3 separate regions of the Sus scrofa genome follow, and regions 1 and 3 are each linked to region 2. A link is a contact called in public Hi-C data. All regions are on one chromosome and are shown on one strand. The core of a region is the stretch at or near the end of the contact, and the rest is flanking DNA. Distances in the headings are between cores, read along the strand shown. Region 1 has its middle 22 kb from the start of CCDC190. Region 2 holds the start of RGS4 (regulator of G protein signaling 4). Region 3 holds the start of CCDC190 (coiled-coil domain-containing protein 190).

Evidence for each region. Hi-C and Micro-C count contacts between places; a contact is called where the count stands out from the background.
Region 1: a contact with region 2 is called in a Hi-C map of embryonic fibroblasts, with 4 times the contacts expected there. The contact joins the enhancer-like site here to the promoter of RGS4 in region 2. A contact is called at or near these places in 8 of 47 Hi-C or Micro-C datasets (brain, embryonic fibroblasts, fibroblasts and 3 more) and 1 of 2 datasets of contacts at active chromatin or transcription factors (skeletal muscle).
Region 3: a contact with region 2 is called in a Hi-C map of liver, with 4 times the contacts expected there. The contact joins the promoter of CCDC190 here to the promoter of RGS4 in region 2. A contact is called at or near these places in 1 of 5 promoter capture datasets (liver) and 8 of 47 Hi-C or Micro-C datasets (embryonic fibroblasts, liver, omental adipose tissue and 3 more).

What each region holds. Positions count from the first base shown.
Region 1 is chr4:87,536,471-87,540,282 of Sscrofa11.1, reverse strand. No RefSeq gene overlaps it. Among named protein-coding and RNA genes, the nearest start is that of CCDC190, 22 kb to the left of the region's middle. Within about 2 kb of position 1,797, at least 11 of the 83 cell types and tissues checked have an H3K27ac peak or open chromatin away from gene starts, as enhancers often do. A contact at or near this core is called in embryonic fibroblasts, where this site is marked.
Region 2 is chr4:87,387,634-87,391,938 of Sscrofa11.1, reverse strand. It overlaps RGS4 (regulator of G protein signaling 4), which reads left to right and starts at 1,475. Exons shown (of 5, transcript NM_001185184.1): 1 at 1,475-1,637. The coding sequence starts at 1,594.
Region 3 is chr4:87,557,498-87,561,481 of Sscrofa11.1, reverse strand. CCDC190 (coiled-coil domain-containing protein 190) reads right to left here and starts at 1,455. Exons shown (of 4, transcript XM_003355080.4): 1 at 1,190-1,455; 2 at 1-129. The coding sequence starts at 126.

The sequences.
Region 1 (3,812 bases), core at 548-3,047, 150 kb before region 2:
AACCCTTTCCATGCTGAATCTTTTTGCCAAAAAATGATTTGTCATACCTCTATAGAATATAGAATGTATTCGAGAGCTGTAATGCAGTAGCAAATGTACATAACCTTTTAAAAGAAAAAAAATTACATTCCAAAACTCAAACTTGAGCTTGCCTATCTCCTGTGCATCTCCTGTACATTCCCCCCAGAAAGGAGAGATCTGTCAAGCAACAGTATCACAGAAACTGGTGTTTCTACCTTTGCTTACTGCCCTGCAGATAACAATGATGGGTTTGTGCTGAGGAGAATGCTCCTGTTTTCTCAATCTAAATGTCTTGCTGTGTTTTCAGGAAACTTGACAGAGCCCTTTGGGGGAGGAGGTGGGTATGAGGCTGAGTTGTCCCTCCGTGGAAGTTGTTTTCCTCTCTCAGTGGTTGTGTTTGGAGGTAGACATCCCTCAGGGTCCAACGGAAGTTTAACCACAATAATTTAGTTCCGGTGCCTGACTATGTGGGCGATGGATTCCAGTTCAGCTGGACCCTGCTCCTTCCTGTTTCTATTTTGGTACTTCTTGTAAACAGTCTAGATCAGATCAATGGTATCCATCTTCTAATAACAGCCTGTTGGAGATAGAAACAATCCAAAAATTTGTGTCCTTTCTCCCACAGGCCAGAGCTAGATTCTCCAGGGCTGTTGCCCTTCGTGGGTCTAAACCAAAAGAGTTTCTGAAACCAATCAGCTGCTCAGGCAAGTTGACAGTTTTTGATGAATTGTCTCTACTGATTAGGGATTTGCAGAGTTGAGGGGTTCCTGGCTCTCCTTCATGCTTTAAGGCACACATCACTATGGTGTTTAACCTACTTGGAGCTTATCTTTCAGGCCCCAGGGGAAACAGTGAGTGGGAAAGTCAGTGGTTGAGGGAGATGGCTGAGTTCTCTGGCCCCTGCTCAAGGCTGGTTAATCCTGACTGGTTTGCCCAGCACTTTCTTGCTCTCATCCACCAAGGAAGAAGGTAGGGGTCTGCAAGGCTCACCAATGTGCAGAGCCTGTGGAGTTTCTGAAAAAGTAGGCAGAGGGGACTCACTAGGACAGACTACTCTAAGATTCATGAAGACTCTGGGATTTGGTCCTAGTCATGCTTCCAAAATCATGGACAATCAAGGAAGTTCATTTATGCTAACGAGGGGCTGATGACCTAACTCGACTCAGTGCAGTCATAGGAAGTGAGGCATTTTCATTTCACAAATAATGCTTGACCCCTGACTACCCCTCATCTGGCACCACACTCAGCAGTGAAATTACGAACGTTTGGTGCTTGACCTCAGGAGGCTCACAGCCTCCAATTCGCACCGTGTTTATCTCTGCGCTAAAAATAAATTTCAGAAAAATTATTTAAAACTAATGGCGATCTCTTTGGAAGAAAAAACCCTCACGTTATTTACTGTGTTGTAATTGCTAGTCTATTCATCTCTTCCCTCCACAAATATTTATTCTTCACCTAATATAATTCAACACTGTGCCAAATCCTAGAGATTAAGAGATGAATAGGATGCCTTTTCTATTACTGAGGGGGTGCACAGTCCCACCCACGGGTGAAACTTATAACCACAACCTCTTTTGGACTTTTAGGATGTGAACTGCCTTGTAGGTGGAATTTGGGAACTTTTTTTGAAGCAGGTCCCACCATCTGAAGGGAGGACGAAAAATTTCGGTCTATTTTAGACAATGTCCCTTCTGTTCCTCCCAGCTGTGAGCAGTGTTCCCACTTCTTCAACCAATACTTTCTGCCTGAGTCACAGAGAGGAGGAAAGAGCGGCCAAGAGCTATTGAAAAAGCAGATCATGCAAGTGGCCTCTTTGCTTCGTCAAAAACCTCAGTACAATTATGGAAAAGGAGTAACATGTAAACATTGAGACATTGACAGTAAAAACCATGCAAAGCATGACAAGGAATTGTTTGCCTCTGGATAATTAATGATAATATTTACCTCTTAGAGCGAGCGGGAAGAAGGGAAAGGAAGTGGTTTGGTTTGAGTTGTAATTTTGGGGGGAAAGCACAGTGTTCCTTAGAAACCTTTCCACTGGCCCCATCTGATAAAGATGGCTCCCTTTATTCATGAATATTTTGAGGCGGAGACCTCCTATGTAAGTAAACATGACCAGGGCCAAAATACATATGAGGGAGCATCAAGTGGGATGACAGACTGTCTATAGTCATGTTTATGTTTGAGAATAGGAGATGATGCTTCCATGGCTATGTAGGCTGCCTCCTAGATAGTGTGGCCAAAGAAATTATGTCCTAAAGCTCACCTTTATGAAATTCATTTTCTGTTTAGAAAATTATTTCTCCCTTGCTCAAAAGGTTTCTAAGGCTTTATGTAGCTTATTGAATTAATGTGTCTTACTCTAGTATTCTCTTTCATCAGAAAGTCCTCTCTTTCATCAGAACCTTCCTGAACAATATTTTCCCTCATGGTTTCCAATTGTAAAACAAAACTAGACCATCTATGGTTCTCTGGTCTCCTTACCTTTATTATTGTCATGATGGAGCCTTGGAAGAATGGAGTCCCAAAGGGCCACTTTTTAGAATTAAATTATGTATAAAACCTTGTGATATCATGATTTCTTATTTGCTCAGTATCTCTTATAAGGTAATCACAGATAAAATCTAAGGACCTTGCCATTGGAGGAGTCTGAACATACTCTTGTGGTAGAAATAGGGTTTTCCCTAAAGGTAACTGGTATTAGCGTGGCAAATCATCCTGAGAAAGGGTTGGAGCTCACTACATAATCTGCAGACCCAGTGCAAAATGAAAATGTGGGCCATGATCAGGGGTGATGAAATTGATACTCCCTTTCCATGGCCTATTCCCCCAGACCCTGGCAGACAGGCAGATGCCAAGAGATGTCAAACTCTGCATAGGGACATGGCAAAAACTCCACTCCCAGACTCCCTTCCAGTCACCCCCAGGCACTTGCCAAAATCTCTTTGGTGCTGCCTGTCTAGGTGTGGATATATGGCTACTGCCTTGCCCAGCCCAGAAGACCATCCTTACTATCCTTTAATCCATGCCAGGACCCCTGGGGGCAAAATTCAACTGCAGAATCAGGGTCTTCCCTTTCTTATAGGCTCTGGGCAGAGGATGGGTGTGGTAACAGAGCCAGGGTGAGAAGAGGGCAGCCAAGAATCTGTCCCAGGGAGATGGTGAGGTGAGAGGACAACCAGGTTGGCCAAGGTTCCAAATCACCAGCCCATGCTCCACTGTAGTGTCAGAATTCACTTACAAAATATAAATTCAAAGATGGGGTTATTAGGAATCTCAAGATGGTTAACACAGAAAATTAAGACCCTAGCACGGGGCCCTTCTGAGCATAAGGTCCTGTGTGACACACTAGTCACATGCCTGTGAGGCCAGCCCTGGCAAGGGTTGATCCTAGGACAAAAATAGCCAGGATGGGCATCCTCCTAGCTCTGGGCCAGAACCAATTAAGACCTGGACCCTAGGGTACTGGGAAACTTATGATGGCTCTTATTGTATGATAGGCTGGTGAGAAAAGATAGATTGGCATCTGCTGAAACCCTCAAGCAAGTCTATGCACATGCTGTAGTAGTTAGGTGAGGCCACGTTATGCTTGGGAGCAGTGAAGTAAGTGGGCTTGGGAGAAGTGAAGTGGCTGGTCCAAAGAAGCTACCAGCAAAGGGTAGCATAGTGTCACCACTTTGGGGCCATTGCACTTGCAAAAGTGGCAGTGCAGAGATGGCCTGATTTGACATCTGGGGCAGCTATTGTAGCTTCTTACAGCCCCCAAGGATGACATGAGTATCTTGGTTCCA
Region 2 (4,305 bases), core at 226-2,725:
CTTATATGTAAAGTACAACTCACTGTATCTTATAATCAGGTCCTTTCTGCTTTAAAAATGAAAGCTGTTTAGTAGGAGTTCCCATTGTGGCACAGCAGAAATGTATCTGACCAGGAACCATGAGGTTCTGGGTTCACTCCCTGGCCTTGCTCAGTGGGTTAAGGATTTGGTGTTACTGTGAGCTGTGGTGTGGTTGTAGACACAACTCAGATCTGGTATTGTTGTGGCTGTGGCGTGGGCCAGCAGCTATAGCTCCGATTAGATCCCAAGCCTGGGAACCTCCATGTGCCTGAGTGCACCCCTAAAAAGCAAAACAAAAACAGAAACAAAAAAGAAAGCTGTTGAGTTCTGACATAGCAATTAATTTTCTCCTCCCCCCACTCATAGCCTTTCTACATGGAGAAGATCCCTCTATAACTCTGATGTGAGTATTTGAGCTACAACTACAGGTTGTGAAACACCTGCATGATTCTTTGAAATATTCAATCCATCATATTGTGTACAAAAGATACTAGGTGTTCAGAAGCACCTGTGGGGTTGGAAATTTTTATTTTCACTGTGAGCCCTGGTAACATGAAAAACAAAATACATATTTTTTCTTCTCTCTCTGTCTCACTCTTTCTCAATATTTTGAAATACTAGTTTGAATACCTAGAATTGCATAAGATATAATAAGATTTAAACCCACTTGAAAATAAGAATAGGTGTCTATATTTGTTTATTAACTCCCTCCTCTTGTCTTCAAGCTGCTGTTTGGAAGCTTTTGCAGGAGGCATGCATGTACAAAAGAGATTGTCAGTGCTTGACTGAATCTTTTTCTTAGTAAGAGTTTTAGAAGAGTATTCCACAGTCAGGCTGATTACATATGTAGCTAATCTATTTTCTCTAAACTAGTTGTCTATGTTGCCAGGCATATAACTGTCTATCATCTAGCTATTCCCTGTGTGAATGTGACAACCATGAAAGCAAATTCTGTAAACCCTTTCCTGGAAACAAAGATCCTACCCCCTCCCTTTTGGAAACAGTGAAGATCACATTTTGGATCATGTATGGTATAATATTTCCAACGCAAAATAGGAAGTGCATTGAGAGTCAGTCTCAAAGTAAGCCCATGACCTCTGGCTGGCCCCTTGCCTTCCAGGAGGCAAGTTTCTTTGACATTGTTTTTACAGGCAAATGAATAAACCCCATTTTTTGTAGCATCATAAATTTCTATTTTCCTTTTCAGGGAATTCAAAACCTCAGACATTCATGGAGACATCAAGCAAGTTTTTATTTTCTGCATGTCTACTTTGCAGAAGGATTTTTCTGCCTGCTCACTTTGCATTATTGCGTCAGTGCTTTCTTCCTTATCTCTTCCAGAGGCTGGAGAGGCAGAAGTAGGCTGAGAGGAGATGGCATTGCAGAACTGCCCTCTGATTGGCTGGACCATCGTGGCTGGGCTATAAAAGAGACCCCTACAGGCTTGGGAGGGAGAAGCTCAGAGGATTCTGACAGTAGCTTTCCGGGAGAAAAGGCAAAGTGCGCTCAAAACAGAAGCCACAGCTCCTCCTGCTGCATTTCTTTCCTAACGTGAATCCCACACTTCACAAGATGTGCAAAGGACTCGCAGGTCTGCCGGCTTCTTGCTTGAGGAGGTAAGATGATTTTCACGCACTAAACCGTGTTAAACTTTCAGATAGACTTTTTTAGTTATGTGCGTATCCTATTTACTAACCTGGTTGTTTAGAGTTAGAAACAGTGTGGTCAGGAAAGCCTGAGCCTCCTAGCTTTCCTCCAAGACTAGCTAGAAATTGTGACTTGGAAAGTGTTCTCCCCCAAATTTGGAACTCATGTGTTGCTGTGTATGACCTTGGTTTGGAGGACTGTTCAGTTCCTCTGGCCAAGCTTGTTCAAATTGAGAAGTGATATAAGGTTTTTGGGCTTTATACAGCAGTCTGCAATACCTCTACCTGTGATTACTGTTATTTGAATGTCACTGAGCTACTTAGAATCATGGTTCTGGGCTTTCTGATGGTATACTAGATTTCATTTTGAGAAGGACACCCCAGAATGAAGTTTGACTACATCACCAGAAAAGCACTATGCTGTCTGTGTGATGCTGCAGTATCTTTTGCCTCATGTTCTTAAAAGCAAATGCTACAATAAAATAAGTTTCAAAAGTATATGTCTATTCTCTTTCTGCCTCTGCCTCTAGTTCTTGAAATGTCATATGTGAGTGGTGGTTGAGAAGTATTGATCACAACAAATCAGTGAAGGGCTCTGTAAAAAAATCTCATCTTTAAGACATTGTTTTGTCAATGTTTCATCTCTTCATTTAAAAAAAGAAAAAGATATGCAACTATTTATGTCATTTTTTTATAAAAAGGTATACACAAATGCTTTCAGAGAATGCTCATATGTTTTCTAGTTAAAAAAATACAAAGCTAGTGCATATTACGTTACTTAATCTTACAGTTAAAAGTTAAAAAGTCAATTTGTAGATGTACCATCCCCTGTCTTGTTCCTCTGCAAATAGAAATCACCTTAAATTTCAATTTAGAATTATTTTGGAAAGCACAGTCTTTTGTGCAGTCCTAAGCAATTTACTTCCTGTTATGCAGGAATAGGAAAAATACTCTCTTTTTTCTTTTTCATTCTGCCACGGCTGCTTTACAATGAAGCAGGAGTGTCTGGCAGAGAGTACCTATGAAAACAGAGGTTCTGACCTTCACCATTAATTTCCTGAACTGAATGGAACAAATTACTCCAAGCTTCAGTTGCCTCATATATAAAATTAATCATATAAAATACAGGAGTGTCAGGAGAAAGTTTTGTTCTGGTAAATATTTCAGGAGACAGATGAGTAATTGCTCTAGAGCTTTACCCTCAAGGAGCTCAGAGGCTAACCTGGCAAGGTACACTCAGTGTCGGCAGGTAAACTGCTCTTCCCTTTCCTTGCTGGTGAACTGTGAATCATCTTGTCCAACACCTTCATTCTGACACTGGTGCCTGAGGCTCCAGAGAGAATGTGAGCAGCTCAAGGTCACATAGGTGGTGGGTGGCAGAGAGTGGTAAAATCTAGGTTTCTTACTTCAGAGGTCACTGGAGTCATGTTGGTTTTTATTTCTAGGGTTGTATTGTGTTATAAGGACAAGTGTAGTATACTTGCTAAGCATACGTTCAAGTCTTCATGAAATGACTCTGCATTGCTCAGTATCTGTCGGATTTCAGTTGGACCTGGCACATGAAAACATGAAATGATTTCTGTCTTAACCTAGTCACAATATACTTATGCCATAGTCTTAGAATCTCCTTAGTCTTCATGATTAGATCTTGTTATCATGAAAGAAGATTTTGTATCCCTTGACCAGACAGAAAAGCAGAAGAGGGAAAAAGAGTCCTGTGAGGGAGATAAGATGCTATTGTACTATTTTAGGGGCAGTCCAAGAACATTATGGATTTCAAACTTTCTGGAGAAATGAGGGTAGATAAGCCTCTAACGTATCAGTAGCCATTCTTAAATGTCTTTTTATCCTTGTGGCTTCATTTTCCTTCCTTTAAGTAGGAACGCCTGCTCATTTATTTCTTTCAAAATGACATTTCTCTTTTGTAACTATGTCTTGGCTTTTACAAGAGATAAAAGGAATAAATAATAAAGAATGAAAAAGTTGAGCTAAAAGCTTATTAAAAGCTCCTTCTTTTTGAGTAGGTCACATGGCCTGCCATACCCTAGCTACCTATTAAATAGTGGCTATAAACTGAAGTGCTGCTTTAATTAAACAGTCACGAGCTTCAATGATGACCCTTGCTTTTTTTTTGAGCCTTATTGTTTTTAATCCTCACATATTCTTTATGCTGTAAATATCCTTCTAGTGCAGATATTCAAAAGGAGAGCAGCAGCAGGAGAGTCTTTAGAAGCAAACCTGCAGGAGCTCAGATTTCAGCCTGAGCATTTGTGTTCAATGGAAAAGGTTCCCTCCTTTCCCACTCCTCTCTGCTGAAGCTGCACATCTCCTTGTATATCCCATAACCTGAATTGCTTACCACATTCAGGCTGGAATTGAACAGACCTTTACTTCCTGAGGTGCTTCTACATCTCTGTTAGCAGTGAGGCAGATAGAAATAGCAACCACCCTCCAGCAGGTGGCGAGCAATAAGGTGCCATATTTCACAGTTTATGGCTTGCCCTCCAATTAAAGTACTCAGAGCTCAGTTGAGTTTTTAATGTGTTTCTGCTAAAGCTCTCTAAGTGTTCCATCGCTCAAAATGACAGGTTTACAGAAGAGAGTCCTCAGGTAGACCAAAGGGTCAGAATTCCAGGTA
Region 3 (3,984 bases), core at 206-2,705, 170 kb before region 2:
GCAGATATCGTCTAATCTCTGCAGTCTTTGGCTGAGTCTGGCTTCAGCCTGCTTGGCATTCTTCCTTTCCAAATCGAAGTGCTTATGCAGTGGTCCCCTAACCATGTGTCTCTCCATCTTCTTCATGGTCTAGAGATGACAGAACAAGATTCTTCCAGGCACTGTGACAGACCTGAGAAAGCAAAACAGGAACTCTGTCCCCTGGCTTTGAATCAGAGATCAGTGTTTGAATCCCGTGTGTTTCTAAACGCACAGCTGCCAGGTCAGATGAAGTCACACTATTGGAAAACTGCCCTATGGCAACATGAGTTTCCAGAGTGACACAGAAGTATTGAGAGCAAACTGCTCTGAACTTCAGTCTCCTTGCCAATAATATAGTGATAGACGATAGTTTCCCTATACAACCACCAATGAGATTGCTGCAAAGATCAAATAAAAAGAATATGAACAACTTTTTGGGCAAAAATAATAGAAACACTTTCCATACATAAGGCATTATTCATCCTATAAGTCCTTTCTACTGTTCTTTAGAGACTCCTTGAAAGCCTGTTCAGAGGTCTGTAAATGATTTGGGGACTTAGGACAGAGCCATTCTAGGGCCCCTTTAGTTCACTAATTCATGTATGTGCAGGTCCACACATAGTAGCCTGTAATTCTGCTATGTGCCAAGAGCTGTGCTGAGGGCTAAGAAAAGTGGTGAATGAGAAACAATTCCTGCTTTCAAAGAACTTTCAGATTTCAACTCTGGAGTCTAATGGTACATGCCGAATCTGAGCAATCAATATTGCAAAAAGTAGAAAGAGTAGGATCTGCTGGTCACAAAATAATATAGGCATTCAGAACAAGTAGTCTGGGCAGCTCTGGTGAGACCACTTGGATTGTGCAGGAGTTCCTCTTCCTGCCTTCACCCATCTTCCTCCTCTGAACTCTGCACTAACAGTCAGGGACACCCATTTTTCCTCCTCTTTGCATCCTTCACAATATGTATCTCAGAGCTAAGAGCACAATACGTACCTGAGATATAAATCAGCTGTTATCAAAAAGCTTTGATTATAATAACACTGGAAAAAAAACTTAGTATTAAAAGGGAGATAAGGTCAGGACACAGGAAAGAAATTTTAAGACAGCTTGATTTCAGCCTAAAGTGTAGAATAAACTTTTACTGAAGAACACGGTGAGTAGCACTTACCTACAAATCCAGGGTTCTCACCGTAAAACTGTTGCCTGCTTCTTTTGGTATGCCAGGCTGAGCCTGGATTAATGAGCCTGTTTTTCTTCAGTAAATGAAGGGGTTTAGTGTTGGGGAAGAAGGGAGGGGAGGGGTCTTTGGAGAGGGCTGCAGGGGAGAATGATGAATATACTTGAAAGCTCTCATCGATGCCACCTCCTTGGTCAGGAATGCTAACTCCCTGGGTGTGGGCACCAGTCCCAGAGCTTGAAATAACTCCTCGAGTTAAGGAAGCCTGCCAGCTTCCAGCCCTCCCCTAGAGGGGCACGCAGTGCTCCTGGGCTGTGTCCATGGGAGCCAAGAATGAAAGCAAGGAGCGTCTTACTCTGTTTTCAGTCTCTCTCCCCTCTCTCCCCATCCCCCTTCTCTATCCCCCCCCTCTTTTGCCATACTGCTCCCTACCTCCCCTCACAACACCCATTCCTACTTCTTGGAAACCAGATCAGGTTCCATAAGAAGGCTTTTTTTTTTTTTTTTTTTTTTTTTTGTCAGAATGTGCACATTTTATGCAGGAGAGTAGTTAATTTGTTTACTTTGTATTCTTGCACACTGTACTACTTTTCCTAGGCTTCTATCCATGTTTTGTGTACTTCAGGGCTTATTAAGATGTCCAAAGTTGTCAAAATGGAATTAGGCAAAATGAAATTTAAATCAGCTTTTGTGATCATATATTGCACTCTGTGGTAGAAGGCCAGTTGAACTATATTGGCTATAGAATAAGATATTAAGTGGGATTTTTACTGTTGCCCTAGAGCTTCATCTAAAAACAAGAGGCATTAATGTCCCACAGTCTAAAAAGACCTGCTAGCACAGAGGCCTATTAATTCCCCCAAAGCTTACAGAGAGACAGCTAAATAGGCCCACAGTCATCACCTAGCAAGCAAGCTATTATAAGGAGCTTACTGGGGAGAGGGAGTTGAAAATCCATTATTCTCTCAGTAGGAGGTAATGCCTTTACCATCCCCTCTCATGAGGTAATTCTCCCACCTCCAAAATTTAAATGAAGGGAATGGGGTCCCAAGAAAATCGTCATAGAGAAGGGGATGTCTACACAAGGGGATACTGACACCTCCTTCCCAGCTGGAGAAGGACTGGTTGGGGAAAAAACAATAATGCCTCAGCACAATTATATTTGAAGAACTCTGCCTCTTTTATTTCCTTATATACCCCAACATTGGGGGTTACATATTGAAAAGATAAGGGAGAGGAGGTATACCAAAAAAATCCATGTTTTCCAGTCCATCCACGGGGCTGGAGAAGGAGAATGATAGGGCAGATTATCATATCCCACCCTCCTCCAGGTCCCTTGGAGTCCAGCAAGGAAAGGGTTTAAACAGTATTTGAGATTGGAATTTCAAAGTGGGATTGACTTTTTTTTTATAACCAAAGTGTGTGTACAGAAATGTGTACAATGTATTCCTGAGTTTCCAGGCCACATCACAGGGAGTAATGGATTCTCCTTAAAAGATGGAGGCAGAAGTCCAGAAAAGCCAAGGCAGCTAGTAGCAGCAGGCAAAGTACCAGATTCAAGAAGCTCAATGAATTCCAAGCTGAAGAAAGATGAATAAAATGACTCCAAGGTATATAAAATCAAATTGCTAAAAAAACTAATAAATAATTTATGAAAACAACTAGGGAGTTCCCATCATGGAGCAACAGTAATGAACCCGACTAGAATCCATGAGGACACGGTATCGATCCCTGGCCTTGCTCTGCAGGTTAAGGAGACTGCATTGCTGTGAGCTGTGGTGTTAGTTGCTGACAGTTCTAATCCTGTGTTGCTGTGGCTGTGGTGTAGGCCAGCAGCTACAGCTCTGATTTGACTCCTATGCCATGGGTGTGGCCCTAGAAAGACAAGGAAAAAAAAAAGAGTGAAAAAAGACACACCACAGAGGAACACAGATAAGAATTATGGCAGACTTCCTGTCAGAAACAATTCAAGCCACAAGATAGTGAAGCAAGATGTTTAAAGTTAAAAGAAAAAAAAAATAGAATTTTATATACACAAAAGTCTTTTAATAACAATAGTAAATTGAAGAATTTTTTTAGTCATAAGGAAGCACCAATAATTTTTTATCAAAAGATGTACAATTCAAAAAATGTTAAAGACAGTCCTTTAAATAGAAGGAAAATTACACCTAATCGAAATCCAAATCTACATAAAAGGATGAAGAGCCCAGGAAATAGTAACTAAATGGGTAAGGATAACGATAGTTTCTCTTATTATTTAAATCTCTTTAAAATATAGTTGACTGTTCAAAGCAAAAAGTAACAATGTATTGTGAGATTTATAACATGTATGGAAGTAGAAAGCAGGGCAACAATAATACAAAACCCAGATAGGAAGAAATGGAAGTATACTGTTATAAGATTTTTATGCTATCCTGCAGCAGTATAAAATCACTTGAAGGTAAACTGTAATAAGTCATAGCTGTATACTCTAAACTCTAAAACAACCTCTAAAATAATATGAAAAAGATTTATAACTAAGAATTGAGCAAGTATGATAAAATGGAATCATAAACACTGAATCTAAAATAAGAAAGAAAGGAGTTCCTGCTGTGACAGAGTGGGATCAGCAGTGTCTTGGGAGGACTGGGATGCAGGTTCGATCCTTGCCCTGGCACAGTGGGTTAAGGATCTGGCATTGCTACAGCTGCAGCATAGGTCACAACTGTGGCTCAGATCTGATCCCTGGCCTGGGAACTCTGTATCCCATGGGGTGGCCAAAATAGACAAAGGAAAAAATAAATAAA